Linked DNA regions of Mus musculus: regions 2, 3, 4 and 5 are each linked to region 1. Evidence: chromatin contacts called from public HiCAR-type and promoter capture Hi-C data. All regions are on one chromosome and are shown on one strand. The core of a region is the stretch at or near the end of the contact, and the rest is flanking DNA. Distances in the headings are between cores, read along the strand shown.

The links. Promoter capture Hi-C pulls out the DNA fragments that hold promoters and counts their contacts. HiCAR-type assays count read pairs that join an accessible place to other places.
Region 2: a contact with region 1 is called in a promoter capture Hi-C map of hippocampal neurons, with 3 times the contacts expected there. The contact joins the promoter of Kctd3 here to the promoter of Rps6kc1 in region 1. A contact is called at or near these places in 4 of 39 promoter capture datasets (the C10 cell line, cranial neural crest, hippocampal neurons and 1 more) and 2 of 115 datasets of contacts at active chromatin or transcription factors (astrocytes and bone marrow-derived dendritic cells).
Region 3: a HiCAR-type map of astrocytes shows a contact between it and region 1, with 4 times the contacts expected there. The contact joins the enhancer-like site here to the promoter of Rps6kc1 in region 1. A contact is called at or near these places in 2 of 39 promoter capture datasets (cranial neural crest and trophoblast stem cells) and 3 of 115 datasets of contacts at active chromatin or transcription factors (astrocytes, embryonic forebrain and stem cell-derived neural progenitor cells).
Region 4: a contact with region 1 is called in a promoter capture Hi-C map of stem cell-derived epiblast-like cells, with 4 times the contacts expected there. The contact joins the promoter of Ptpn14 here to the promoter of Rps6kc1 in region 1. A contact is called at or near these places in 5 of 39 promoter capture datasets (the 3T3-L1 cell line, hippocampal neurons, liver and 2 more), 3 of 115 datasets of contacts at active chromatin or transcription factors (astrocytes, embryonic forebrain and forebrain) and 1 of 9 other capture datasets (embryonic stem cells).
Region 5: a contact with region 1 is called in a promoter capture Hi-C map of pre-B cells, with 4 times the contacts expected there. The contact joins the promoter of Kcnh1 here to the promoter of Rps6kc1 in region 1.

What each region holds. Positions count from the first base shown.
Region 1 is chr1:190,907,315-190,913,564 of GRCm38.p6, forward strand. Rps6kc1 (ribosomal protein S6 kinase polypeptide 1) reads right to left here and starts at 4,456. Exons shown (of 15, transcript NM_178775.4): 1 at 4,242-4,456. The coding sequence starts at 4,346.
Region 2 is chr1:189,006,458-189,012,557 of GRCm38.p6, forward strand. It overlaps Kctd3 (potassium channel tetramerisation domain containing 3), which reads right to left and starts at 1,383. Exons shown (of 18, transcript NM_172650.2): 1 at 1,073-1,383. The coding sequence starts at 1,155.
Region 3 is chr1:189,864,915-189,870,509 of GRCm38.p6, forward strand. It overlaps Ptpn14 (protein tyrosine phosphatase, non-receptor type 14), which reads left to right. Exons shown (of 19, transcript NM_008976.2): 18 at 458-621; 19 at 5,013-5,595. The coding sequence ends at 5,141. Among named protein-coding and RNA genes, the nearest start is that of Gm26574, 29 kb to the left of the region's middle. Within about 2 kb of position 2,772, at least 166 of the 459 cell types and tissues checked have an H3K27ac peak or open chromatin away from gene starts, as enhancers often do. A contact at or near this core is called in astrocytes and trophoblast stem cells, where this site is marked.
Region 4 is chr1:189,725,473-189,731,412 of GRCm38.p6, forward strand. Ptpn14 (protein tyrosine phosphatase, non-receptor type 14) reads left to right here and starts at 2,796. Exons shown (of 19, transcript NM_008976.2): 1 at 2,796-3,192.
Region 5 is chr1:192,187,445-192,193,110 of GRCm38.p6, forward strand. It overlaps Kcnh1 (potassium voltage-gated channel, subfamily H (eag-related), member 1), which reads left to right and starts at 3,333. Exons shown (of 11, transcript NM_001038607.2): 1 at 3,333-3,642. The coding sequence starts at 3,564.

The DNA of each region.
Region 1 (6,250 bases), core at 3,206-5,705:
GTGTATATATATATATATATATATATACATACATACATACACATGAGACAGAAGGCCCAGGTGGGACACCCCAGTACCTAACGCGACAGACGCTTTATGACATGGGCCTTTGGCTGCACATTTTGTTTCTTAAGCACGTCTTGTAGGCCCACTACCAGCCCACTTTCATTAAAACGCAAACCCACTCCCTGCCTGCTCATGATCCTGAAAAAGTGACAACTTCTCTAAGCTTTGACTCTCTCATCGGCAACATTGAAACAACAGCAGTACTCACTCACTGGGCAACTGTGACAAAGGTGTTTATTAATATCAAATGTTGATTCACAGTAAGCACCATCCAAGTATCTGCTAATGCCATTCAATAAGCGTTAGCTACATGAAATGAAGACATACGTAGGCTCAGCCTGAAACTCCACATTACATGCAGGACAGGCAACCTCAAAGCATTGCTCAAAAGGAAGAGCTAAATAAATAGGAAGGCTATATGGACATATACCAGAAGAGTTGCTATTTTTAAGTCAACAATTCTTCTAAAATAAATCTTCATTTTCAAGGCAATCCTACATCAAAAATGTAAGCAGCCTTTTTTTTTAAAGAATTTGAAAAAAAATCTAAATAACAAATTTTGAAAGAAAGAGTACTTACACAATCGGATTTCAAGATATAGTACAAAGACACAGTAAACAACAACAACAACTTTTAAAGGTAGTGTGGTAGCAAGAGAAACAAAGCCACACGTGCCGATAACTTATAGGAGTGTTCACAGGAGTGGCACTCAAAACAGCCTGAAGAAACCCAAATGTCCATCACCAGGCAAAGAAGTGAAACACCCAGCAACCGTACACAGTGCAAGCCACCCAGAGCCAGCTAAGCAGGCCTTGAGAACACAATCCCACAGAAGCCTGACGGTGGGACACAAAAGCCTCTGACCACTGTGCATGGATGCTCTGGAAACTTCTATAAGTCTTACGTTCCAGGAAAATACTTTTGGTTACTCTAAAAACAAAAATTAAAAAGCAGTAAATCTGTTGGCTTGCTTGTAAAGAACCATGACATTATCTCAAGCCTGCCAAGTTCTAAAATATACACACATAAGTACTAAAGAGGTTTAAGATAAAAAAATGTTCTCTGTTGTCCAATATGCAATGGTTCTAATTCTACTCCTGAGCATCATAAATACAGAAATCGTTCCTCAAGGCTTGATCAGGAGCAGGATGCGCGCAGAGATGGCTGTAGCCTTTCTCCTGGGTTCTCAGGGGAGCGCAGTTACCTGATTCATTCTCCTGAGGAAACAATGTTTTTCTTCTCAGGTTCCAGGAAAACAAAAAATATTTGACTTGATTTATAATGTTACGCATAATTATTTTTAAAATGAACCTCCAGTAGATTGACCCTTAATTTAAAAAACGAAATGTGTAAGTGTGTAAAACTCAAGCTGTGGGGCCACTGAGCAAGTAGTGGCTGGCTCAGGAAGTCAGCCTGCCCTCCTAGGCTTCGGTCTCTGGAGCTCACGCGATGGGACACAACCGATTCCTCTGACCTCCACGCGCATGCCAGGCACTCACACATACACATGCACAAGCATAAAATTAAATACAGAATGTTTTAAAAAAGAAAAAACCCTCAGGCTGCGCACAGCTCAGCGGCACAGGCTCTCACTTCTATGAGACCCCAGGTTTGACCCCTAGCTTCCACAACAACCAAAACAAAACAAAACAAAAAGACCTGCTCACATTGTAAAGCCCACACTGTGTTTCGTGAACAATGATGAGGACAGACACTTATGAAGAGAAGGAAGTCAATGACCGGCCACGGGCAGCGTGCACAGCCGAGCATGTGGGTCAGTCTCAGCAACGTGCTGCGTCTCCTCCCAGGTTATACGCTAACATTTTAAATCTGCATCCGAGCAACACTCCTTTTTGAAAAGTAAGAATACAATTATTGTGCTCAGGGCTTTCATACCCAAGGCCTTTATGGGCTCCATCCCTTAAAGGTTCCCACCTCTAACCCCTCTCCTTTTCCAACTGTTCGCATCTTGCACCACCTGAGCAGTAGCAATCTCTCTTCTGACCCCCCCCCCCCCACAGCTCTTCACTGTGGTGCCTGCGGAACTATACTGTAATACCATATTCCTAGACTACTGTACCTATTTAAGCACAATAAACTCCATTCTACTGTAAGTACAAAGACGAAGCCCAGAACTCTCCCTTGCATACCTTATAGTGCCAAGTGTCTGGAACTGCACCCCCACATCACACAGTGACTAGAACAAGGAGGAGAACATACTGCAGAAATGGATCAGTGTCCAAGAGCACTGGCTGCTCTTGCAGAGGACCCAGGCTCAGGTCACAGCACCCACATGGTCGCTCACTATGGTCTGTACCTTCAGTTCCAGAGGATTCAACTACCTCTTCTGGCCTCTGCCTGCACCAAGCACACATGTAGTACACATACCTACACGCAGGTAAAACACTCATACATATAAAGTAAAAATAAATAAATCTTGGGAAAGAAAAAAGAAAACCTCTATCAATGTGGGGGATCTGCACCAGCCACTGCCTTAGCTGAAATGAAGAAACCAAGGCCATTGCTAGAGAGAACCTGCTCTCTGTCTAGCAGGCACAGACTGATGCAACGCCGTCTCAGTTTGCGGGTGTGACAGGCGCCTTGTCTGTTAAATAGTTCTGGTTCGAGAAGTTGTGTATCAGGAAACCAAAGATCGCAAATGACCAAAGAGGTCTCAAGATTGCCTAGCAAGAATCTCCTCACTTCCTTACATTTCTTTGAAAAAACTGCTACTCACACCCCACGTACACAACACTGACCTAGGCAAACTTCTCCCTACTCTTAAGAACTTGGTCTTCTTGCTGTCTTGAGAAACTTGCTCAACCCAGCGACACACTCCCATCTGTCTGACTCTGCATCATCTCCAAATGCTGCCAGCCCCTTGCATGCCCCAAGCTCAGTTTACCCCAATCTCTTCTCTCAGCTTCCTCAGGGCAGATTCCTGAGTGCTTTTTGAATATTCACTGCACTATTAACATTATTATTGCCCCTCCGTCAATACCCCTCTTCTTCAAGACTTAACACTAGCAACTGAGTTTCCTCATCGTGGGTTAAGCAGAACTGGTCCCGAAGCTCAAAGCTGCTACTGCTCTGCAACAGAAACTTTAGCAAACTTTTAAACTTCCTTGAATCTGCTTCCTCATCATGAAGTTGTACAAAATGCCCAGCATACACACAGCAGTGCACATAAGCACTTATTTCATGTTATTGTTCTCATTTCCCAGGAAAACGAGTTCTCAAAACTTAAGCTGAGGCAACAAAATTTAAGAAAAACAGTACTAAATTTGGAACAGTGAATTTATGTAAAAAAAAATTACCATTTATTTATTTGGGGGGACGACACCTTCAGTGGTCAGAGGACAATTTGCAGGAGTCAGTTCTCTCCTTCCACCATGTAGGTCCCAGGGAATGAAAACAGTTCTTCGGGCTTGACAGCAAGCATCTTTACCTGCTGAGCCATTGTGCCACACCAACCACCCTCAAGTCTCACTTAAGTACACATGTGTCTCCTGAAAAGACTCATCAAAACTCAGAAGCAAAGGCTAAAGATCCAAGACGAGCGTCTTAACAGCGAAATCTTCCCAAGATTCTACCTGCCTCACGGCAAGCCAGCCACTGAATGAGAAGAGGAAACGTCCCTTCCGTTACATAAGCCCCACAACACACCCACTAACATTTTTAAGTGTGTGTTTTCCCTCTGGAATGCACCAGCCCAATTCTGCAAATTTCATTTCAAGAGAAAGTCCACATAGGACAGAGGACTAGGTCATCCATTTAAAGACATCCACCAGTGTTCCACCCCAGAATGGCTGGTGGAGCCCAGCATCCCTTATGGAGCCTGCACTCCAGTCTACCAGGAGTCCATTCTCATGCTTAGAGTTCCCATCATCTCCATCCTGGGGTCCCTCTCTCCTGACTGAGGTCTCCAATATCTCCATCCTGGAGTCCTGTCTCCTGGCAAGGGTCCCCAGCATCTCCATTCTGAGATCCCATCTCCTGCCTGGGGTCCTCAACATCTCGAACCTAGAGTCCCATCTCTGCCTGGAGTTCCTGTGTACTGTCTAGGGTCTCCTGTCCGAGTCTCCATCCCTCCCTACCAACCTACCTACCACTCGCCGCACCCAGCCGCAGCCCGGAGCCCGTGCCCCGCCCAGTGTCCCTATCCAGAAACTCACCCGTGCGGTAACCTTATAGACAGTGTAGCCCCTGGGGTGTCGCTGGGGCTCGGTGACAGTGTAGAAGCGGGCCAGGTCCGCACTGTGACCCCAAGGAGAGGTCATCCTCCCTCCGCCCGTGCTTCCGCCAGCTGGGGACCATCGGGCAGCCCCAGCTGTGCCGGACTCCACGCAGCACTAAGCACGAGCACCGCGAAGAGGGGGCGGTGGCTCCTGGGGGGCTGTCGCTTGGATCTGCTTCCGGATCACCACACAGACTTCCGGGTCATCCCGGTCGACGTTCGGGATAAGAAGGTGCGGCTCTGGATCCTCTCCGAGCTGTATCGTCCGCTGTGGTTACTAGCGCCTAGCTCAGTCGCCATGGATACCGGAGGCGTCCCTACTAAGTCTCCTGGTGCACTAGCTTCGATGTCTACTAGAATTTGCGAGCTGGGGAGAGGGTTGGGCCTCCCGCCCTGTGCTCCTGTAGAGTCCTGGGTGATGGACGCAGCGGTACCCGAGCCAAGCATCTCCTTTCCTTCCCTACTTACTCTGTGCGGTGCCCACAGCAACATCGCAGCGCTCTGACAGACACGTCCCCATTTTCCCGTAGATGAACCCTCTTTGACATACCTACAGCTGCACGACAAGCCCTCACCCTACGTAGAATAGAAGTGCATCCCTCCCACTCTCTCAGGGAGATTGCTTGAGACCAACATGGGTCAAGTAGTGAGTTCAGAGTTAAGCTGGGCTACATGGGGAGAACCTGTCTCAAAACACAAAATTTGCTCAGTCACAGGATCCAGGGCAGTCTGCTATACATAACAAGACTCTCAACAACAACAACAACAAAGAAGTTTGTTGTTTTTTCAACAGTCCCTAGACTCTTAAATGTGCATCTGTTGTGGGGGTTGTAGAAGGAGACTCTCAAAGTCACTACAAAGAGTCTCCAGTTTCTATTGATTGGCATCCCCTACCTGGCAATTTTTTTTTAACTTTCTCTTGATCAGAGCTCTCATTCCCAAAAGATTCATTGCAAGGTTCTGTCGTTGTTAATTCTGTGTCTCTTGCTTCCTCTCCTCCCTGCCTTCTAACCCCTAGAACACACAATTAAGGAAGGAAGGAAGGGAAGAAACAAAGAGGGAGAAACAGAGATGGTAAGAAGAATTAGAGATGTGGTTGAGTAGTTAGTTAGGATCTCTGATTGCTCTTCCGGAGGAATGGGTGAGGTTCAAATCCCAGCATGCCAGTGGCAGCTCTTAGCTGCCTGTAACTCCAGTTCTGAGGGATCTGATGCCCTCTTCTGGCCTCCTCCAGCACACAAGTAGTACACATACCTAAGAGCAGAAAAACACCCATAGACATAAAAATAAAAATCCTTTTACAAAGGAAAAGAGTGACTTTAGCACCCTTTGTCTGCTCACATCTCCATCCCAGCCTGACACCCTTGCTCATTTGAAAACTACTTGCTCCACTCATGTGCTGATTTCCACTCTCTTTGGCAGAAAGAAAAACGTTGTTCTAATAATGTCTCCACCCTGTATGTTTGATCTTCGACTATTAACCTCTTCTGAGCCTTTAGGCTTTTCTTATTATTTCTCTTATGTGTATGGGTCTTTTGCCTGCCTGCATGTATGTTGACCACATGTATACCTGGTACCCACAAAAAAAAAAAATCACCACAGATCCCCAGGATGGTTCATGTGGGTCCTGGGATCCAAATCCAGGTAGGTCCCCTGCAAGAGCACCAGGTGTTCTTAACTGCTGTTATCTCTCTAGCTCAAGCCTATACAGTCAAAAAACTAGCTATCACTTATTCATTAACCCTGAATTCACTACCTGCTATGTGTCAGACTTTATACTAATGAGGCATTGGAGTTATAAAGACTGTTCCTCTCTTTCTTTACATACCATCACTAGTATGCAACGAAGTATATAAATATGACCAGTACATACCATGGCATGCTATAGAAAACCGATAATCCAGAATGGCCTCTGATCAAAGGAAACTGCCTGATACAGGAAAGACA
Region 2 (6,100 bases), core at 133-2,632, 1.9 Mb before region 1:
TAAGTATAAAATGCAGCGGAAGTCATTTGCATATGACCTGCTACTTAAGGAATGCACTAGAGGTGCAAGGTCTCCAACTGTTAAAACTTTGCTTTGGAGGTAAAAGGTGACAAAGCAGGAAGACCACCCCAAGTTCTCCAGCACTCAGAGAGCCCATTGTTTCACAACTGTTAATTTGTATTTTTAAATAACAAAAGTGTTACACGTTTAAAATCTTAAGACATTGAAAACTAGCCTTCCCAGGACAACAGAATAGCCTGCGCATTAGAACCCCCCTCTCCCTCTATTCTTACTATGCCTTAAACCCAAGCTTCCCTCAACTAGTAGGGGCAATATCCTTTTCTGAGAAGAGTCATGTGTAAGTCACGGCAAATACAAAAATGGGTTTTTGGTTTTGTTGCTTGTTTGGTTTGTTTGTTTGTTTTGCCAACAAACTTCCACTCCAACAAAATGGGAGTGGAAGGTCTAATAGAGACTAAAGACTCAACAGTCCAACCGGTTGCTCCTATGCAACAACTCAAGCCCTAGCACGGGAGACGACAACCAGCTGCAACGCTGACAGCTCGGTGTCAGCATGCCTCAACCCTCCAGAGGCCCCAAGTCACTTGGTCAGGCAGGCCCACCATGCCAACTGTGTTCCTGTGGCCTTACTTACACCATAGGAACCCGGGGGAATAAAGACTGAGTTTTAACAGTCTATACACTCGACCTGGAACCAGACTCTGAAGAGTGCATAGGGCTGCTTGGATCATGCAAAATTGTACCTACCTGTCTCCGGGTCCCCCACCTGGCCGTGCAGACGCCGCCCTACCCTGCAGTGGGTACCCGACCTGACCAGGTAGATGCCACCCTGCCCTGCGGAGGGTACCCGACCTGACCAGGTAGACGCCGCCCTGCCCTGCAGTGGGTACCCGACCTGACCAGGTAGATGCCACCCTGCCCTGCCGAGGGTACCCCACCTGGCCGTGCAGACGCCGCCCCGGCTGTAACACCTATCCCACCTAGGCTGGCACATGCCACTCCTACAGCAGCGGGCGTCCCACCCACTGTTCCCGCGCGGTCGCGGGCTCACCTGGTCCCCCCCACATTCAGCTGCACGATCTCCCCGCTGCTGGCCGCCGACGCGGCGAAGCTGCCGCAATGCCCGCCCGCCATGTCTGCGGCGGGAGCCGGAGCCAGGGCCGGAGCCGGAGCCGGAGCCAGGAGCGGCGGCTCGGCGGCCGGAGCACACTCGGAACGCCGAGCCTCCCGCAGCGGCCCGGCTCGCTCCAGCCTCCCCCACTACGTGTTCGTGGCCTCCGCCGCTCGTGGCTGGAGGCCGCCGGCCCAGCCCGGCCTCTCCTCAGAGCCCACTCGCCTCCATGGCGGCCGCCACAACCATCTGGAGGACGGGTCGCCGCGAGGGACAAAAAGCTGTAGCGCCGGCGCTTCACGCTTACGAAGAAGGAGTGGGCGGGGCTGGTGAGAGGGAGGAGCTCCTGGCGATGGGCGGGGCTGGACGAAGGGTCTTCTGCCACCGATGGCCTAGGAAAGATTTGCCCCTTGCCTCTTCACCAGCACAAGATTTAGGTAAAAAAGAAACTTTCGCAGTTATTCAGACTGATCTAAGTACACTCGATGAAAAGATATTGAACACCATACAGCGCATTACCTGCAAACTGCATAGTTTCCATGCCACCACTCCTCAGGGCAGGAGAAAGCAAAAACCCTGCTGGAGTGAGCGGTATCCAGCAACATGTTTCTAGATTGTACATACACGCACTTTTATTTTCTTTACTGATTGATTTTTGTTTCTCTCTCTCTCAGCATTATGCATTGGAGCACCAAACCTTAGCGATTTCGTGTGTGTGTGTGTGTGTGTGTGTGTGTGTGTGTGTGTGTGTGTGAGTGTGTCCTCCTGGGGATGGAATATGATGAGGCCTTGTGCTTGCTAGGCATCACTGACCTAAATGTCCAACCTCTAAATCATACTTTTAAAGAGTACTATGGCAATGGGATGTAGGTCAGCTAATGGAGACAGCACACTATATTTCAAAGATATCTAATTCAACAAGCTAAACTGTAAGCATTAAATGTCTAATAGTTTTCTCATAAAATTTAAAACTGATGAACTATAAGAGGATAGAAAACATCTTATCCTCATTAAACATTGCTTAATTTTGCTGCCAAATATGCCACTGAGATGATACACTTTCTCCAGAATTGATGATTTTTTTTTTTTTTTTTTTTTTTGAGACAGGGTTTCTCTGTATAGCCCTGGCTGTCCTGGAACTCACTTTGTAGACCAGGCTGGCCTCGAACTCAGAAATCTGCCTACCTCTGCCTCCGCCTGGCTCCAGAATTGATTTTTATAAAGGACAGCCACACCAGATGTGCTATCCTGTAACCTCAGCACTGTGGGGGTAGGGGGAACCAAGGAAAAAGAATAAGGAAGGGACTAGAGGCCTCCTCAACTACATAGAATTTGAGGTCAGCCTGAGATACAGAGACCCTGTCTCAAAAAGAGAAAGGGGAGGAAAAGAAGGTGGGAGGGAGGGAGGGAGGGAGAGAGGGAGAGTGTGAGGGTAAGAGAGGGAAGGAGGGGAGAGAGAGACAGAGACAGACAGAGAGATTATTTCTGGGGCTGGTGAGATGGCTCAGTGGGTAAGAGCACTGACTACTCTTACGAAGGTCCTGAGTTCAAATCCCAGTAATCACATGGTGGCTCACAACCACCCATAATGAGATCTGACACCCTCTTCTGGCAGGTCTGAAGACTGCAGCAGTGTACTTAGGTATAATAATAAATAAATCTTTAGGCTGACAGGAGCGAGCAGAGGTCCTAAAAAATCTAATCCCCAGCAACCACATGAAGGCTCACAAGTATTTATACAGCTACAGTGTACTCATATACATAAAATAAATAAATAAATCTTGAGAGAGAGAGGGAGGGAGAGATTATTTCCCCTAGCTAATGGTAATAAGATGGAAAACAGCTCAACTCTGGTTCATTGTGAGCTTTTTAATGCTTTACTGGAGATAGGTACTGGGGATTGAACCCAGAACTTTACCCATGAAGAACACTCTACCACTCTCTTCAAAAAATAGAAGGTTGAGGGTGATAATCACCCCCAAAACTTAGTCAAAATTACATCACAGGCTAGAGAAAAGGGAGAATGGGTCTGATCAGATTTCACTGTGTCCAGGTGTGAAATTCACAACGAGCCAAATAAATGCTGTGCTTCTGAAGAGGGACAGTGCTCTAGAGTGGATATGGAAGGGCAGGCTAAGCTACTAGGAATACGAGTGTGTGTGTGTGTGTATGTGTGTGTATATGTGTGTGTGTTTGTGTGTGTGTATATGTGTGTGTGTATATATGTGTGTGTGTATGTGTGTGTATGTGTGTGTGTTTGTGTGTGTGTGTTTGTGTGTGTGTGTGTTTGTGTGTTTATATGTGTGTGTATATGTGTATGTGTGTTTGTGTGTGTGTGTATGTGTGTGTGTGTGTGTGTGTGTGTGTGTATGTGTGTGTATGTGTGTTTGTGTGTGTGTATGTGTGTGTATATGTGTATGTGTGTTTATGTGTGTGTGTGTGTGTGTGTGTGTGTGTGTGTGTGTGTGTAGCTTATCCACCTTCCCATGGTAGAAAGCCCGTGGAAAAGAAAGCTGCCTCTTGTAGTCTGTGTTTCTCTTGCTGTGATGAAACACAATGACCAAAAGCAAGTTGGGGAGGAAAGGGCTTGTTTGGGTTACACTTCCATAGCACAGTTCACCACTGAAGGAAATCAGGACAGGAACCTGGAGGCAGGAGCTGACGCAGAGGCCACAGAGGAGTTCTGCTTCCTGGCTTGCTCATCCTGCTTTCTCACAGAACTCAGGACCACCAGCCCAGGGGTGGTACCACCCACAATGGGCTGCCCCTCACCCCATCAATCACTAATTAAGAAAATGCTCTGTAGGACTACTTAAAGCCTGACCTTATAGAGACATGTTTGGTTTTGTTTTGTTTTGTTTTTTCAGTTGAGAGTTCCTCCTCTCAGATCACTGTAACTAGTGTCAAGTTGACATAAAACCAGCCTGGACAGTGCCTTCAATTGAAGAAATATAGGAAGGAATATCCATATGGAGAGATAGCTTTCATTACTCGGAGCCAGAAATTGTCAGAAAGGAAGGATCAGATGAGGGTATTGACATATTTTGGGTTAATCTCCTACTGGAAATAAATAGCAGTCTATAAGCTTTAATTTTCCAAGCCTACTTTTAACGATGGTTCTTAAATGTTTTAACCTCCCTTCCGGCCCACCACCCACCAGAGGTAGTGGGAAAGAAAGGTTATTAGGAAATGAGGAAAGTGGACCTGTTTAGAAATGGTTCATTGGAGCAAATTCCATTTATGCTGTTAGGAAATCAACAGTTCAGTTCACACACAGGTCAGCAGCAGCAGCTTGATCTACTCACAAACACAGATACATCAGCAATCTGGTTCAGTAATGCCATGATAGCAGCAGCGGTGGTACAACCTAGCAGGAACAGCCAGACCTCAGCCGAATCAGCACAAGTCAGCACATTGCCTGCATGTGTATATGTCCACATATGTGTGCATTATCTTATGTGTATAGGTGTATTGCCTACATATATATTTGCACTATTTGTGGGCTGTATCTTATGTGTATGGGTGAATTGGCTACATGTTATATGTGCACTATATGTGTACAGTGCTAGTGTCTACAGAGGCCAGCAGAACTAGAGTTACAATCTGTTGCGAGTCACCATATGGACCTTGGAATTGAATCTGGGTCCTCTGCAAGAGCAATGAGTGCTCTGGAATGCTAAATTATCTCTCTAACCATCCACACACACACACACCCCTTGTTTTCCATTTGATATTTCTAAAAGTGAAGATTCACTTAACAGATAACTTAGAATAAAAATCCCACCCCCCCAAACATACAATGGATTTAATCTGCATGGTATTTTCTTCCTGGTGCAGTAAGAACTCATCATTTAGCACTTGGTTGTGACAAAGATTAAGGCAATGATTGATGCACCAGACATGTTAAAATCACATACATTCTATCCTTTCTCAGTAAAGATGACCTTTCTTCTATCAAGCACCTTACTCACTCAAGTGATAACTAAAAGCCACCATGGTTCAGTGCCTCCTGAGTTACTCCTGGCTTGCAGACAGAACCACATTGCACATTCAGTGGTAAAGGACGGATAAACATCAACTCACAGGTGTCATTATGCACGAATGTGACACGTCTCTCATAAGCTCCTTTTCTGATGCTCTGTCCCCAGCTGATGGTGCTATCTGGGAAGTTCCAGCCTAATAGCAAAAGTAGGTCACTAGGTATAGGGCTTTTAATATTACACCGGGCCTTGGTTCTTGCTCTCTACCTCTTGGCTGACCATAATGTGAAGAGCTTCCACACTATACTCCTGTCACCATGGAAACATTTCATCATGCTTTCTCCACGGTGATGGACTAAAATCCCCTGAAAGTATGAGCCCAAACAAGCCTCGTCTCCCTTCACTTGTTTCCGTCAACTATCTAGGTTACAATGATGCAAAAACTAATCAACAGAGTGACTAATGAGCTATGAAGGGGGTCCCCACAAATGCTGCTTCCTTGGACTTGACTGTACTGACTATGGTACTGTAGGTTTGCTCTTGAATATCTCTTTTAGCCCCATAAATTAAAGGCTTGGTTTCAAGCTTCACAATACAGATATGTGGTGTAAATTTAAAAGGTAGAGTCCAATGGTAGATATTTAAAGTCACTGGCAGAATATACTTGAGGGCTGGTGGACCCTAAGCCCCCTCCTTTTCTTTGATTCCTGGTTATGAGGTGAATAGTTTCAGACAGGAAATGAAACCCTGCAGACTCTAAGTGAAAATCAACCTTTCTCTTTACAAGTCAACTATCACATGTATTTGTTATAGCAACAGAAAGCTGATTGACACAAGTGGCTCTCAGTTTAGGGTAATATGGTTACCAAGGATGCCAAGGAAATGGTACATCAAGCAGAGGAAGAGATGTGGCATTCCCATGTCCTCCAAGAGGGCTTCTAATGCCTCCCAAGCGTCTCTCTGTGCTCAACTATCGGGAAGTCCTCTG
Region 3 (5,595 bases), core at 1,522-4,021, 1.0 Mb before region 1:
GACATTCACTGATTCTGTGCTGGGAAAGCGATGGGGCAGGTGGCTGCTCTTTCCCCAACAGGAATTGGCTCTGACAGGCGGGCATTTCAAGGGGACTTAGCGGATGCTCTGATCCCAGTCTGTTAGTGGTATGAAATACTGTAAGTAATGTCTAGAATCATCTGCTAGGGGGACTTGGGGATTTGCAGAGAGGGAAACAGAATTTAATTTTTTAAAAAGAACTATTTAAAGAACAAGTTCTCCTGTGGACTAATTGACTCCCAGCTGGTCTCTTCTGGCTTCGGGGTGTTGCAGCAGTTACCAGCCAAATGATTAGCGTCTTATAAGAATTGCAAATTATTATGACTGGAAAACAAAAGAGTCACCCTCAGCCCTGGTGCCTCCCCCCCATCCTCCCCCCCTGGACACAAAGACATGTGACACACTTGGGTGACAAGATACACATTTTATCCTGCAGCCTACTTGGAGGAAATCCAGTCAGTCCGACGCCACACCAACAGCGTGCTGGAAGGCATCAGGACCAGGCACCCCCCCATCGTGGTTCACTGCAGCGCGGGTGTGGGAAGGACTGGTGTGGTTATCCTCTCTGAGCTCATGATCTACTGCCTGGAACACAACGAAGTGAGTCGTCCGCCTCCCCCTTGCCACCTTTTGATTGTGTTTGTTTTTATGGGATGGAAAGTGAACTTGGACCTGTGCATGCGTGTGTGGAGGCCACAGTTCAACCTCAGTGGGCTTCCTTTAGGTACCATCGGCGTCTCTCGTCACTAAATAGACACTAGGCTGTCTGGCCAGTGAGCCCCAGGGCTCCTCCTGTTCCACCTCCCAGTGCTGGGATTAAGTCCACACTACCATGTATAGTTACTGCTCACAACTATGGTTCTTTAAAAACTTATCTCAGATCCTCACACTTCTGTGGTGAGCAATTTACCAACTGAACCACATCCCCAGGCCTGCTATACCTTGGTTCTCACCAGAACCATGCTCCTACCAGCTTTGTGGTCGACGCCTCTCCGCTGACCAGTTGTTCCCAGCTGGAGTCCAGAATCTATAGCTTTCCTGTCTCTTACTGCTCACTGCTGTGTGTAGGCTCCTAAATACAAGAAGAAATGAGGGTGTTCTAGAAACATCCAGCAAACCTGACTGCCGTGGGCATTCACTTCCAGAAGCAGGCAGATGAGTTCTGTTGTGGTTGTTTGACATGGCACGTGGCTCTGGCACGTGTAGTTCAATGTGTCCTGCATTTCTGGGATGTGCTTTGGCCCAAATCCTGTGTGTTGATAGATGCATCTCTGTAGGACACGGTTGTTGTCCTTATGGTATTGTTGGTATTCTGTCTGGACTCCACTCCCACAGTTACCTGGCAACAGCCAGGTAGGCCTGGCCCACTATAAAAGGGGCTGCTTGCCCCCTCTTCTGTCTCTTACTCCTGCTTCCCACTTGATTCTCTCTTGCTCCCCATCTCTCCCCACTTCCTTCCACACTCCCCACCCCACGTGGTCATGGCCAGCTTCTACTTCTCTACTCTCTCCCTCTCTCTGCCTTTCTCTGCCTCTACCACCCTCTTAACTCCCCTCTCCATGTCCTGAATAAACCTTATTCTATACTATACTGTCGTGTGGCTGGTCCCTCAGGGGGAAGGGATGCCTCAGCATGGGCCCACCGAGGCACCCCTTCCCTCACACCTCACCACACCCCCATAGAACATACTCTTACACTTCTTTGTCTTTTTATAATCACAGCAGGTATAGTTTTCATCTGGGGGCGTTTGCCCTTGTCTGGCTTGGCAATATATTGTGTATATTGGCAATATATTGTGCTATGTGGGCCAGCATTGGCCATTCGTTGTTTTAATCACATAGGAGTGTGTTATCTCGAGCTGCCATAGACTCTGGAGTTACAGTGAGAGCCATCGACAACAGCTCTGCTTTCATTCACATAAGATTGTGTGCAGGGTGGGGGCAGTGGTTTTGGTTTCTGCTTCTCCGTTTGTGTGTTGGTTTGTTTATGAAAGTTCTAGGGAGCTAACCCAGAACTTCACACCTGTCAGGAAAGTGCCCTCCCTACCACTGAGCTGTACGCCCCCCAGTTCTGGGTGTTTTCTTGTGCTTCTTCGTGGGTCTTGCTATGTAACCCTTACACCAGGTCCCAAACCCTAGGCTGTAAGGTCAATAGAGGGGCATCCTTACCTCTGCTCTATGGAAAGCCAGGCCCAGAGGAGGAAAGCCAGGCCCAGAGCAATCGTGTGATGATGTAGCCGGTCCTGTGTAACTTTAAGCAGCTGTCTGATGGCAGGAAGCAAGCTCTCCTCCTCTGAGGTCACTTCCTGCCTTCACACTGTTTCCCACAAGCTGTTCAGGTTCCAGATCGTGCAGCAGGGAACCCTTGTTCTGTGTAATGGATGCTTCAGTGTGTTAGTACGTGTACTCGTAGACTCAGAGATTTGAAAAGCAGCTTTATTTAACACTGCCCTGTCCTTAGCTCTTTGGAGCCCCATCCACAGCCTCTGGGAAGGCTGGAGATCACGCTGCTCACCGTGCATCAAAGCCAGCCTGGCGCTGAATGGGTGTGAATTGGGGGATGCAGCCAACGGGGATCCGGTGGGCTTCCCCCCCCACTGAGGCTCAGTGCCCCCAGCCCCCGCTGTGGTATGTTTCCTTCAGTACCCAGCTGCATGCCAGCACATTCCTTGCTGGTGTGGGACAGTCCTAAAACAACTTCTGTTCCCATTGATATTCAGCGATAAGGTGACTCACACAGTTCATTTCCTTCCCCCAGCGCCAGCACAGCCAACCTTATCTGTCCAGTTTGTTTCCCAGGGTTGCTGTTGACCAAGGGGCAACCAGACCGGCTGCTCCGCCCCGTGTGTTCTTCAGGCCTGGCTCCTCCCACTCCTGTCTCCCTCTCAGGAGAAGGGCCAACATATTTAGTTTGTTCTTTAAACAAAGACTTTTAACAAATGAATATAAGACCGTTAGGCCTCCTTTCCTCGCATCCCTGCTTAGCCTGCCTTTTCTAATTACTGAGGTGATTTGTGTGTTTTGTATTTTTGGTTTGTGATTCTAGCAGCGTTCATCTTTGTCAACGAAGAAGTGGCTTTTCTTTTTTCCCCACACTTTCCCCCTTTTGTCTCATTTAAAATATATTTTTAATCATGTGGAGATGCTAGGTTAGGCATGTGTGTGAGTACAACGCCCACAGAGGCCAGAGGAAAGTGTCTGCGGCTCTGACGTGTAGTCACCGTGGTTGTGAGCCACCTGATGGGGGCGCCCGGAGCTGGTGGCGAGTGTGGAGTCCTACCTCTTGAGCTGTCTCTTGCCCAACCATGCTCTCGTTCTCATGACTCACAGCAGTTGGTCTTGGGGAGTGAGGGAGATTCCACCGCTGCGAGGTGGTGGCTGTGAGGTCAAGGTTGGTCTCCAGGCTGCTTTGCAGTGTCAGTACTGTATGGCTTTCCCTGCTGTTCATGGTGTGTCAAGGACCATGTCTGCCCTGCCTTGCATAATGCCAGGGGCACTGTGTACCAGTGGTAGTGGGAGGTGGGGATGGGGGTGGGGTGAGGATGGGGTTCTGATAGCTGTGATGTGGGGGGGGGGTGAGGGGGGGATGGTGGGGGGTGAAAATAGGGGTGAGGATGGAGGTAGGGGTGGGGGGTGAGGATGGGGAGTAGGGGTGATGGTAGGCGTGGTGGTGGGGATAAGGAGGGTGGAAGAGGATATGAGAGAAAGAGAAATGGAGGTGGAGGCTGTGGAGGCAGGGAGGGATGGCAGATTGGGAGGCGGTTTTCCCAAGAGATCAGAAGTGTCTTGAGGGCTGAGGAGCTATCCCAGTGGCCATAAGCGCTCACATGTGAGGCGATTCCCAGCGTCCATGAGAAGCTAGGTGTGGACGAGCACACAGAAAGCCAGGGGAGGCACGAGACTCACAGAACACAGATGATTATATGGGGCGGGAAGGGCACGGTCACAGGGCACAGATGATAGCACAGGGCAGGAAGGGCACCGCACCACAGTGCTGGGGCTCTCTGGTGAGAAGCCAACCCAGATGAGAAGCTGCAAGCTTCAGTTCAGTGAGGGACTCTGTCGCAACGGCATAGGGCATCTGATGTCCGCCTCTGAGAATATGCACCCATGTACAATGGTGTGCACTACAAGCACATACCCCATACATGAGTATCCATGCACCACACAAAGGAAATATCTGGACCAGCAAGATGGGTCAGTGGGTAAAGGTACTAGACAGCAAGCTTTACTACCTGAGTTTGGTCCCCAGGACACGCACAAATAAATGTCATAAATTTAAAAAGAAAGAAAGGAAGGAAGGAAGGAAGGAAGGAAGGAAGGAAGAAAGAAAGAAAGAAAGAAAGAAAGAAAGAAAGAAAGGAGAGAGGGGGAAGGAAGGAAGGAAGGAAGGAAGAAAAGAAAAGAAAAGAAAAGAAAAGAAAAGAAAAGAAAAGAAAAGAAAAGAAATAGCTAACTTGAGGGGGTTGAGGCAGGAGCATCATGTGTTTGAAGTCAGCCTAGACTACAGAGTGAGTTCCTCAAAATTTTTCTCAACCTGTATGTAAAGGGAAGGGGATGGAGGGAGGGAAGGAATGGTATTTGGCATTCGCCACAGTCCACTGCTTTGAGAACCTTGCACTGTAAGTGCAAACAGCTTTCAGATTCACTCACACGAGTAAACAAACACGGGTGAACGATACCACACCAGAAACAGGGGTCTCCAACCGTGGCACAGAGCCGATTCCTAAAGCCCTGGAGGGTCAGAACCCTTAGCTCCGCCTCCTTCCTGGTTGTCCGCAGTGGGCAGAGTCTTAGCTCCGCCTCCTTCCTGGTTGTCCACAGTGGGCAGAGTCTTAGCTCCGCCTCCTTCCTGGTTGTCCACAGTGGGCAGAGTCTTAGCTCCGCCTCCTTCTTGGTTGTCCGCCTTGGGCAGAGGTTTCCCCGGCAGGGAGGGGAGATCTCGGGGAGGCATTCTGTCTCAGCCTGTGTGCCCTTTCTGTTCTCTTGCAGAAGGTGGAGGTGCCCACGATGCTGCGATTCCTCAGGGAGCAGAGGATGTTCATGATCCAGACCATTGCGCAGTACAAGTTCGTCTACCAAGTCCTCGTCCAGTTCCTGCAGAATTCCAGGCTCATTTGATCTCCTCCGGGATGCAGCTTCTGGAGGAGGGACGCAGCTCTGTCCTGCAGGGGGCGCCACTTCGACAACATCTGCCTCCCCCAGCCAGAGGTGGATGGCTGGCAGCAGGCAGAAGCCAGAGTTACTCACAAACATCATGTATTATTTTATATAAGATAATTTATTTTTTCCCTCTTTGGAATAAGTTCTGTGAGTTATTATATAATGCTTCCCCCCCATACACACACACAATAATATAGTGCTTCTCATTTGAACCACACGTTGACTGATCTGCAGTGTTAGCCTCCGGGAGGGAAGGTGGTGGCCCCCATGGGACATTTTAGACACAGAGGCATAAAGGGAAAGCATCTCTAGTGAAGTTGCAGGCAAACTGGTAATGCTCCAGTCAAAAGTGGCAAGAGAGAGAAACCATCCTCAGCTGGAAGGGAGAGAGCCAAGGTCCTGGAAAGTGATC
Region 4 (5,940 bases), core at 1,546-4,045, 1.2 Mb before region 1:
CAGTTCATGGAACTCAGGAGGGGTGTTTGGCTAGGCTGGCAGCTAGGCTAAAATCCCAGCCATTCTCCTGCTTCCAGCAGTGCTGGGTCACAGGCACAGGTGAAAGCATAACCACCCATGAAGAATGTTAGGATCTGAACTCAGGCCCTCATGCGCATGCCCCAAACCCTCTGCTTTCCTTGTTTCTCTTTCTTTGAGACAGGGTCTATATAGCCAAGGTTGGCTTTGAACTCTCTGGCCTAAAACTCACGGAGGTTGTCCCGACTCAGCTTCCTGAGTGCTGAGATTATAGGTGTGAGGCAACATGCCAGATTTCCCAAACCTCTTCCAGTACTGTGCAAGCAAGCAGTATATGCTGATCTTTCAGTACTGTGCACACAAGCAGTATAAGCTAAAGGACACTCTGGGGTCCAAGCTGTGCTTTCTCCTTACAAAGAATTATATCTCAGTGGTTGAGCACAAATCTAGCATACAGGAGAACCAACGTGCATCATCTTCCAAGTCATTAAAAAGACTCTCTCTCTCTCTCTCTCTCTCTCTCTCTCTCGTGTGACAGAGAGAGAGAGAATATTTTTGTGTTGTCTTCTTATGATCCAGTATAAAACCAATCAGTCAGTACTTTATAGGTTCTTAAAATTAATAAAGACTTTTATTTTCATGAATGAATTGATTTAAACATTACAAGCAAGCACAGGGGGTGAGCGCCCCGCCCAGGCTACACTTAAAGCTGTGTTCATCACTGGACTCCCAGCTCTGGCATCCCTCAGCTTCCTCCACAAACATGCCTGAGTCTGGAGGAGGAGGCATGGAGCAAGCTCAGACAGGGTGGCAGCTCAAGATCCAGTTAACCCAACCAAACTCTGTCCCTAATGTCACACTCCGCTGACAAAATAAACTCAAGCCTCCTTTAAGTGGCTTGCCCAGGGTTGCAAGGCTGCTCACAGGCAGAGCCCAGCGTTTGCATCTGTTCAAAAAAAACCCTTTGCTCTTTCTTCTAGACCACAGTGGCCTCTGGGGCTGTGCTCAGTGGTCTGAGACTCAGAGCCACAACATCCATATGCCACTTAATTTCTACTGTGACATTTGCCTCCTGTCTCCCAGAAAGGAACAGCCTGTTGGCATCTTTTTGTCTTTGAGCCCCATCCTGTTTCAGTCAAACGCCTGCGGCTGAGAGCAGCTCTTCTGCAGCCTGGGTCCTTTAGGCCACCTCAGCAGTAGGTGTTCCCTGGTGATGCTGACCCCTCTTTTCTGCTGCCTGAATCCTCACTAAGGGATCGTGATTGTCACGCTAGGCTGTGTGGAATGCTGCCCACACTGAGCCTTGACATAAAGCTATTCCTGAAGGCTGGTTGGAAACTCCTCAAAGCCCTCTCCTTGATATTTTGAAAGACTCAGCCTCCTTTGCTTTCCATCCACCCCATTTTGCCCCCTCCACGCCCCCCCCCCCCCGTCCTCTTTTATTCTTCTTGGTTCTGTAGAAGAACACTCAGAAGCCAGTTATTAACAGACTTGCTCTGTGGGCACAGAGATCTTTCTTTCTTGTTTTGAGGTAGGGTCTTGCTATGTAGTCTAGGCCAGCCTCGAACTTGTGATTTTTCCTGTCTCTGCCTCCAGAGTTGGCATGAGCCATTTTGATAGGATAAGGCCTGGAAGTTTTGTGTCCCTTGCCTGTACAGTGAAGTAATTTAATGATATTTTGGGTGACAAGGACTTCAGGGTCCTTGAAAGGACTGGTCTTAAGATTTCAGGAAGAGAACAGATGCCAAGACATGCAAAGCACCTTAAAAATATAGGCAACTCCTTTCACTTCACAATTACTAAACCCAAGGATCAGGGGTAGGGGGCTGGGATCTTCCTGAGTTAACCACTGGGCCAGCAACTCCGCGGGGCCTAATACAGGTTTCCTTGCCCGGCCGAGTGCCTTTTCCATTACACTGGCTGCGCCTCAGTAACCCCACCTCCGAAAGTGCTAACGCAGTTCCCTCCCAGTGCCTACCCAGGCGGGGTGGGGCCCCCTCCGTGGCATGGAACAAACCGGGAAAACCACATATTCCAACTTCCAGCACACAAAGGCTGGTTGGCCGTGGGGGCGGGGTGGGAGGACCGGAGCTAAGACTCACTACTCAGAGATCCTAGGATTCTGAGGAGAGCTTCTAGATTGCCTTCTCAAGGAGGCCACCCTACTTTGTCCCGTGTCTCCTGGGCGGTGGCGGCATGGGGGCATCCTGCTTGGAGACCTCCCTCAAATAAATGGCCTGTTCTAGCTCCAGTGTCCCACCCCTTAGCTGCCCACGGAAATCTTGGAGGGACGGTCTTTTCCTTTCCTCTTTCCCCTCCGCCTCCTAAGCGTCACACAGTTTGGTTGATTTGGGTCATCGCCCCCTCTCCACTTCCAGTCTATCTCACTCCGGGCACTTTCCTTTAGTCCACCGTCCCACACCTTGGTAGGGAAAACGCGCTCCAAAGCTAGCCCATTAAAAGTGCACGACTTCTGCCCGGCCGGCCGAAGGAGCTCCCGCAGCCTGGCATTCCTCGGATTCCAGCGCTGTGACGTCCCTGGGGACCGTGCGCCCGCAGCGGGGGAGCCCGGGCTCCTCTTTTCAGCGCAGGGCGCGCGTCCCCGAGGCTGGCGCGCGCCCTCCCCGGACGCATTCCTGGCCCGCCCAGCGAGCGCCCCGCGCGCTCCCCGCCTCCTGGCCCCCAGCACTGCGGAGCAGAGCCCGGGGCGGGGGAGCGCGGCCAGCGGCGCCTGCTCGTCCCCTCCCACCCGGCCCCTTCCTCCGCCCTCCCCGGCCGCTCGCGCTTCCTGGCGCTCGGGCTCTCCGGAGGCTCAAGTTCTGCACAACTTCTCCCGGCTGCCCAGCGCCTCGGCCGCGGGCCCGGCCAGCTAGCTGCGCTCCTCGGCTCAGCCGTCTCGTCCACAGGGCAGGTCCTCGTGGAGCATCTGGTACCAAGTGGCCGCTGGCGGTCCCTCTCTGCGCCCCACCTCTCTGATCGCCCGGGTCCCCTCGCGTGGGACGGCGGTGCTTAGGTTCTTGGCCCTTTCTCCTCCCCGGTGCGCCCGGCGCGCCGGCCGCTGCGTAACCCTCCCTGCGCCCCTCCTCTGCCAGCTCCTGGAAGCCAGTGGTGGGGACCCAGACTCCCTGATGGTCAACGTGCGGCACCCGGGGCACTCCCGGGCCATGTAAGCAGGTAAGCTAGCCGGTCGGGAGCAGATACTCCAGGCAGAGCCAACTTCGTTCGCCGCCGGGGACGCCGGGATGCGCGGTGGGGGCGCCAGGTGGCCGGCCGCCGGTTCTCTTCGCTAGCAGTGCTCGCTCGTCCGGGATTGAGCTGGAAGGGGAGCGCGGTCTGGGACTCGGATTCAGCCAAAACATCGCCTCCAGCTCCTGTTGTGTTTGCGAGCAGGGGAACAGAGCGCAGAGCCCAAAGCTTGTCCTGTGCCTCTGTGGGCACTGGGTTTGTGAGGGGGTTCTTGTGCCCTCTCCCCAATACCTCAGCCTTGATACCAAACTCCTGAGTCTCTTGGCCCCGGCTTGGGTGATCCTTACAGGCGCGCAGGGAAAAATACCTTCATCTCAGACCAATCTCCAACTCGAACTTTGCAAGTTCTGAGAGTTAACAGCCCCTTTCCCACGTGACGCCACATCTAGTTTTAAATCTTTGGGAATGGTTTTCCTATCTTTTCTGGGAGGAATTGATGTGCGCTGTCACTATCCCGCTTTGCCCTTCTTCCTTTGGTTTGAGGAGATATTGGGGTCTTGAGTTTAGTTGGTTCACGGATTAGCTGGGTCCTACTTAGGCGAGTTCAGACTGCTGCTGAATGGGTGTATGTATGGTCAATTTCCAAAATGCGTTAATTTCTTGAAATGGATTTCCTCCCTCATTAATTCAACAAACTCAGTGGTGAGTCTTCCCCTGTGCTAAGAGATCACATTACAAGAGTCTGCAGCACCCTGCAGGCAGCCGTGGGCGGATGGGGACATGTGCTGTGAGAGAGGGGTTCTGAGACTCTTGGGAAGGCCAGGCCCTGGAGGAAAGGGGTTACCTTCGTTGAGGGAATGATGCTCAACTTAGGAGTGGTTGAGGGACCGCATTCCAGAGGAGGGAACAGCTTGGGCAAAGTGAGGGGCGCGGAGAGGGGCGTGCAGAAAGTCTTGGAGAGCGACCTGGTGGCTGGCTGGGCATGTATGGGCAGGTTGGTGCAATGTTGCTGGCATAGTTAGCCCCCACCCCAGCAGAAACGAAACCGGAAGTCTTTTACCCACTTCCCGTGACCAGGAGTAGCTTCCAAGGATCAAAAGCGTTCCCTTGGACATGTTCCCTCCCCTGATGTGTTTCCCACAGGGTTCTGTAGGGTGACAGGTGTTTAATTGTCGTTAATTTACCCATCCTTGGTTTTGTTAAAGTATCCCCGTGAGGACCATCCCACCCCACTACAGAACCTTGTCCTGAGAGCTTTTGACATGGGGAGAGCAGTTTGTGTCTTACAAGTGGAGTTTCCTCTTTGGTGCTGGGGACAGAACCTGGTCCAGGCCTCGTGCTCACCAGTCACCAGTGCTCATCCCTTTCCCAGATCCCTAACAGCTTTCTTCCCTAGCAGCACTCTTACCCGTGTGACTGTGTGGCTGGCACGTGGAGAATCAGTTGAAGGATGTGGCTATGTATCTCAGAATCACTGCTTTTAAAAGGAGTTTCCACCAGATAGCGGTGGCACACGCCTTTAATCCCAGCACTTGAGAGGCAGGCGGATTTCTGAGTTCGAGGCCAGCTGGGTCTACAGAGTGAGTTCCAGGACAGCCAGGGCAGGCTACACAGAGAAACCCTGTCTCGAAAAACTAAAAGAAAGAAGGAAAGAAACAAACAAACAAACAAAGAAGTTTCTGAGTTTCCGCAGCATCTTGAGGTTTTCTTTGCTCTCTCTGAACCTGTAGAAACCGAAATTTTCCATCCTTGTAACTCAGGGTCCAGCACACACTGCCTGCAGAGCTCCTCAGTGCAGGAGAGGTTGTCCACAGTCACCTCTCTGGGGGACTTGTTCACTGGGCTGAAGTGCATATTCCTAGTGGTCGGTCCTGGCTAAGACGCAAGGTCTCCAGCCTTCATGTATCTTAAGCTGCCGGAGCGGTTCCTTGCAATTTAGGGTGTTTATTCAGGACTCTCTCTCAGCCCAACTCCGATCCCAAGAGCAAGCATGTCCACGGTGGAAGATCTGGAATGTGTGTGGGACCTGCATGAGAGAAATGTGTGTCAACAGGCCGCTGCTTTGTGCTGCTTGGTCCCGGGTCTCCTCGAGGCGTTCTTCCTTGGTGTGTACAAACTCATAGCACCGCAGTTACTCAAGCTGGTGTGAGTTATGTTCCACGGTCAGCTGGAAGAGAATCACCTTAGGGAGACGTTTAATGTTGGCACACCACAAAGAATTCAGAGGCAATCAGGGCTTCCAGACGAGTTCTTCCTTGCCCCAGGGATGAGCAGAAGCCCACGGCTGTGAGGATTTCCCCAGTGTATGCTTTTTTTACTGGATTCCTTTCCCAATGGGGGATACAAGTATTGGCCTCTTCCTAGCAAATTGAGCTCACCTGGGTTCCAGAGTCTTGTCTGTTTTTGAAGGAGAATTTGGCCACATTCTTGCTTTTGAACTTTTCATTGCTTGGTTACCTAGTGCTGTGTGGGTTTCAAATCCATTCTGAGCCTCAGAACTTTGCTAGGCACTTGGTTGGAGGTGAGGCAGGAGGAGAAGAGATAAGATGAAATACTTAATTAGCCAATTAAGGAAGGAGAGAAACAGACACCAAAGCTTCAGTAGGGAGGAAGTTAGTGTCTGAACTGAGTTTTTGATCTCCCGAACTGATGAAATGGATTTAATTTGCCCTCCTCCTAGGGAAGGTTGATTAAGTGGTCCCAGGAGTGGGTGGGGCCAATAGCTGCAACTTTGTA
Region 5 (5,666 bases), core at 2,083-4,582, 1.3 Mb after region 1:
AGAGAAGGAGAGACAGTAAAGAGAGGAAGGAGGCACAGAGAGCACACACAGAAAAGTGTTCCTCAGATGCAAGAGTCCCTACCACACCCTCACCTCCTTAGACTCAATTCACTGCTTGGTACAAACCAGACTTATGTATATAGTTTTGAAAATAAAATGTAACCCTTGTTAATAGCTTTATTATTCTCCAATAGGCAAGCAATGTGGTTGTGGGAGGTGGCCAGAGGACAATCTCAGGTGTCAATCTCAGGCACCAACTACCTTCGTTTTTTCTGAATCAGTCTCTGGTCTGAAGCTTGCTGGGCAGGTGAGGCTGCTGGCTGGCAAAATCCCGAAGATCTGCCAGTTGCTGTATCTCCAGTACTAGGACGGTGTGTGTGTGTGTGTGTGTGTGTGTGTGTGTGTGTGTACATGAGTGAAGGTGCCTTTAAAGGCCAGAGGCATTGGATATTGTATTCCCTCGAGCTGGAATTCATGATGACCATGAGATACCTCACTTAGGTTTTGGGAACTGAGCTCTGGTCCTTCACAAGATTAGCATACGTTCTTAACTGTTAATCTCTCCTAGCTCCTCACCCTGTTCTTTTAAACTGGGTTTGGGGGATAGAACCCAGGTCCTTATGCTTGTCAGCATTTTACTGACCGGGCTATGGCCTCAGCCTCACCCTTTGTATTTTCATCAGAGGAAATGAGAAAGATGAGTAATTGCTTTGGGCACTTGGAAGGATATAACACAATTTTACAAAATTTGTCAATATCGAATGAGTTATTAGTCACAGTGAGGTGTCATGGCCACAGCTGCACATCCTTCCCCTGTCATTAGGTTCAGGCTGGAGTCCCAGTGAGGCAGCTCTGCCCCAGCACTGACTCAGGGTGAGCCGAGCGAGTATCACAGGGTTTCCTGTGAGTATAACTACTGGATCCTCTGCTTATAAGCTCAATAGAGACGTGGTGTGTGTGTGTGTGTGTCTGTTTCCATCTCTGTCTGTCTCTGTCTGTGTGTATTTGTGTCTGTGCTTCAAAACAAGGTTTCTTGTGTGTCCAGGCTGGCTTCAGACATGCCATGTGTTCTATGAATGATGGGGCAGGAGCAGCCTCCTCCTGTAAGTCTCAGGAAAGAATTGGACTGTTCCTTCAGTCAGAGGAGCCAAGGACCAGCCAGATACAGGGTACCGTTGGGTGTGCTTTCAAAGACCCAAAGAACTCTCTCAATGTGATTAAAGATTGTTGATGTTTTAGTGTAGTTTTTGTGTGCCATGGGAATCACTCTCTGAAAAGGTGTATACACACATCTGCTTTGAGACCCACAGAAATGGCATACTTCATATGGGAAGCTTACTCCTGAGCTCCTTTTAACAGGTAGCCCACCAAGGCTCTCACCTCAAACGAATGACACCTGTTCCTTTTTATCTAAGCCACAGAGTAGGAGGGAAATTTTATGGTCTCTCTCTGTCAGATGCCTCTCCCCACCCCACAACCCCCATTGTTTTCACTTCCACAAACAGGTGCATGATCTTGATTGAAGGGTCTCTCTCTCTCTCTCTCTCTCTCTCTCTCTCTCTCTCTCTCTCTCTCTCTCTCACACACACACACACACACACACACACACACACAATCATGTAAAGCTACCCCTTGAGCACTTTCCATCATGCATGGCACAGCTGTAAGATCTTGCCTTATTCAAAGGAACCTACTCAAATGAAGTGGGTAGCCATCAAAATCAAGTTCTCTTTGAGTAGTTTACCTCATTTGTAATAGAACAAAGAACCACTAGACGGAGCCAGTGTTTAAGAAATCACAGCTCTAACCTGCAGGGAGCCGTTATCCAGTGGGAGAGATGCAGCTTTACCTTCAAGTCATAGCACACACCAGTCCTGCCGAGCCATCTTCTGCTGGCAGGAGCGTTGCTTGAGTTATATCCACACAGATAGATGAAAGGTGACATTTATAATGGCCCAATTAATTTAGTCACTCTGAAAATGACATTTGATTTGGCACTTATTTTTTTTTTTTTCAGACAGATTTTGTGAGTTTGAGTGTTTTGCCTGCATGTTTGTACGTGTACTATGCACATGCTTGGTGCCTGAAGAAGTCAGACTAGGGCATCAAATGGTCTGGAACTGAAATTTCAGATGGCTTTGGCCTACTGTGAACTAAACGCAGGTCTCCTGCAAGAGTGCTCTCAGGTGCTGAGCCATCTTTGCAGACCTCCCGCACAGAACTTTAAAGTCAGGATCCCCCCCCCCCCCCCCCCGTCTATTCTCCGCAGTGCTCGACCACTCAGAGAATGCCTGGAAGGAATTGGCTCTGCTTCTGAGATTAAAAAATTGAGACAGTGTGTCTTTGCGAACCATTAAGGTGTTTCCGGAGGTGAGCCCCGGCGTCACGGGCTTCAGCGGCGGGTTTATCTTTGCATTTTATTTTGAATCTTTGTCCAGTTGGAAACTAACCAGTCAAGTAGCAATGCATCCTTCTGTGGGCATTGTCTCAGTCCCCCGCCACACGCACAGCACAACGACAGGTACACATTATGTGCAGTTGGAACACCCCCTCTTCCTTCAGTGAACAAGAGGTCCAAGTCATTTCTACCTGCTGTGAAGCCGCACCTGCTTCACCTGTGCCTTGTGGATGCTTCTCCAAGCCACAGCTATGGCTGTTTAATTAAAATCTGATGTACTTTTACTTTGGGAAGCTTTCAGAAGTAGCCCTCCTCTTTGATGCTGGACAGCCAGTTCCCGTTTTTTGTTTTTTTTTTTGTTTTTTTCACCTTACACACAAATCTTAAGAGATTGTACTGTAGCTGGAAACCCCGATGTGCCAACTCATGTTTTGTTGTTTTTCTTTTTTGGTAAAATGATTGCTCTGTAAGAGAAGACGCCAAACAGGTGAAAGCCATTTATCAACTGAGGAGGCTGCAGGCACATTGATGGTAAAGACAAACCAAAACGGCTCCTGGGAGCTGAATCTGGCAGTCACTCTGTAAGTTGTTGCCCTTAGACACTTGGTTGGTTAATTCTGGGGAAGCTGGATAGACATGCAGCTCATGCTGTTTGCAGAGCCTGAAGGTTCTGACTCCGATCTGACACCGCGTAAAGAAAGAGTCTTCTTGTGACCTTTTCGGGTGTGTGTGTGTATGTGACTTTACCAATAAAGCTGCTCACCGTGCTCTGCACACCCCAGGCACACTCTGGATAACACTTCCCGCTGCACCCAGAGGGTGCCGCTCCGGTTCCAGCCTCACCCCGTGGCTCTTGGTTACGGCTGTGTCCCCGAGGGATGCGCGCACGGTAGGGGGCGCCCTGGACCGGCTGGCTCCCTCCGCCCACGGGAGGCGGCCGCGGCGCACCGAGCCCGGGGCACTCGAGCGCACACCCGGGCGGGCCGCAGCGGGGAGGTGCGGAGCGCAGCGAGGGCGGCAGCGGGAGCCAGCCGCCGCCCCTGCGCTCCGGGGCTGCGGAGCGCATGGGGCGCGTGGAGCCAGGAACGCTTGCGGGCTGCGCACCCGGCCGCCTGCTGCGGTGAGACACGGCGCCGGACGCCCCCAGAGTCCGGCAGTCGGGAGGATGACCATGGCTGGCGGCCGGCGGGGACTAGTGGCCCCGCAGAACACGTTTCTGGAGAACATCGTGCGGCGGTCCAACGGTAAGAACTGCCTTTGGATTTCTGTCGCCCAGGTGGGTTTTGATTTTTTTTTTTTTTTTTTTTTTTTCTGAGTGCGGTGATTGCAGACGCCTCCCGCCTGGTGCCAACAGATGCGGGGGCATCCCGGAGCTCCGCTCACCAGCTTCTCTTGCCTGCGGGCCTGGGAGGTGGGCAGGGCTGGAGGGGGTCTAGTGTGCCCCATCTCTGGAGGAGAGATCTCTAGCCTACGCCTTTGGGGCCTTTTCCCGCGCCCTCCCGCTGTCCTCTCCAGGAAAGCCTGGCATTTGGTGAGAAAAGTCATGCGAAAAGTGGCTGCAGGCTGGCCACCTTCAAGCACTGCGCTCCTGATGCGCACTGGCCGCCTCCCCGCGGAGGCTCCCCGGGAGTCCTGAGGAGCAGGGAGGCCAGAGGTAGCAGCAGAGCTGGGCTACTGGTCCTGGCCCTGTTCGGGTGCAGGGACGTTGCCAACTCCACCTTCCATCCCTTAAGCAGGAAAGTCTGACCAGAAGAAACCCTTTGGCAGGGCTGTCTTATGCACCCTCGCCAACCAGCTAGAGCAAATGGCTCACGAAGGTCCGATGGTTTTTCTGGACTCAGCCGGGGAAACAGAGGGAACTAAGTGGTCCCGGGTACAAATTTGGCATCTATTGTCTCTTTTAAACCCTCCCAATCTTGTCCTCCATCACAAGCCGATTCATTACCCAAGAAACCTGTGCACAAGCACGAGGTTTTTGTAGCTGGGAGGAGAGAGTCCTACTATGACTGATGGAAGGGGAATAATTTTCGACACCTTTTTACTCAGAGATTGCAGTTTCCTATGGTTTATTAGCATGAAGCCCAGAAGGCGAAAAGTCCTCAGAGTAGCGATCCAAAGGGAGCTATCCAAACCTTTCCGACCCACAGCTTGCACATACAGTCCTGGAGATGGGGAGTTGCTGCATACACCTGTTCACCAGGCTACCCAATTCTGAGATCCCCCTAGCAGACTTCTGGGCCCCTCTCCTTCCAGAAGCAGGCGACTCTCTCCGTTGGAGAGGCTGTGGGGACCTAACTCAAGAGCTGGGTTTTGCCAGTGTAAACATGGCGTGCAGCCTTGGAACTTGGGTTGATAGTGATGAGCTTCCAGCTGAATTCAGTTAGGGATTCAATGGAAGGGCGTGAAAACTGACCCCTGCCTCTTATACAGTGTCTTTAATTAAAAAGGGACTTAAGTTTACAAGACAAAGCCCGTGGGCTACCATAGCAAATCTTACCTACTATTTAAGAGCTTTCTTAGAAATTATCTCACCTTTGTTGTGTGCCTCTTAAAGATGAGTACTACTCGGTCATTACCTTTCCCTCCAAGGTTTAAAGGAGTCTTTAAAGCAAGGTCACAGTTACTACCAGGGGCCGTGTGTGTGTGTGTGTGTGTGTGTGTGTGTGTGTGTGTGTAATGACTGCTAAACAGGCAGCCACAAGGTCATAGTCATTACTTGGGTCTGCCCCTCCCTCTTGTGTGTGTATGTGTGTGTGTGTGTGTGTGTGTGTGTGTGTAATAATTGCTAAATGGGCAGCCATGAAGAATTCCTTTGGCATACAAATCTGAAAGCGATGGTTGAAGTTAGTGTATTATTATGGCTTTTAACTGACCCGATATGGGCACTGTTTTGCAGACTTGGGGATCCCACTTGAGGGACGTATAACGTTTGCATAATAAATGCCATGAACATTATGAGAAGTCTGTCTATTGGAGAGGAGGCAGTACCCTGAAGTTAGAGGGAAACCATGGTGCACTCTGTTAGCTGGAGCACGAAGCTGCAGGCTATAGCCAGGGTGGCCTGGGCTTCTAGGGGGAGCTAAAACTCCTAAACCAACCTTCTGATCAGTTGATCTCAGCGCAGTTCCCTGGCGTGAGTATAGGTAGAACGTCGATAAAGCAGGCAGTGTGGAGTATTTTTAGCACTGGCCTTTTATCTCAGCACCTGCTCCGACAGCTTGATTCCCAACAACTAAAAAGGAACAACAATAAAGACAAGCCCAAATGA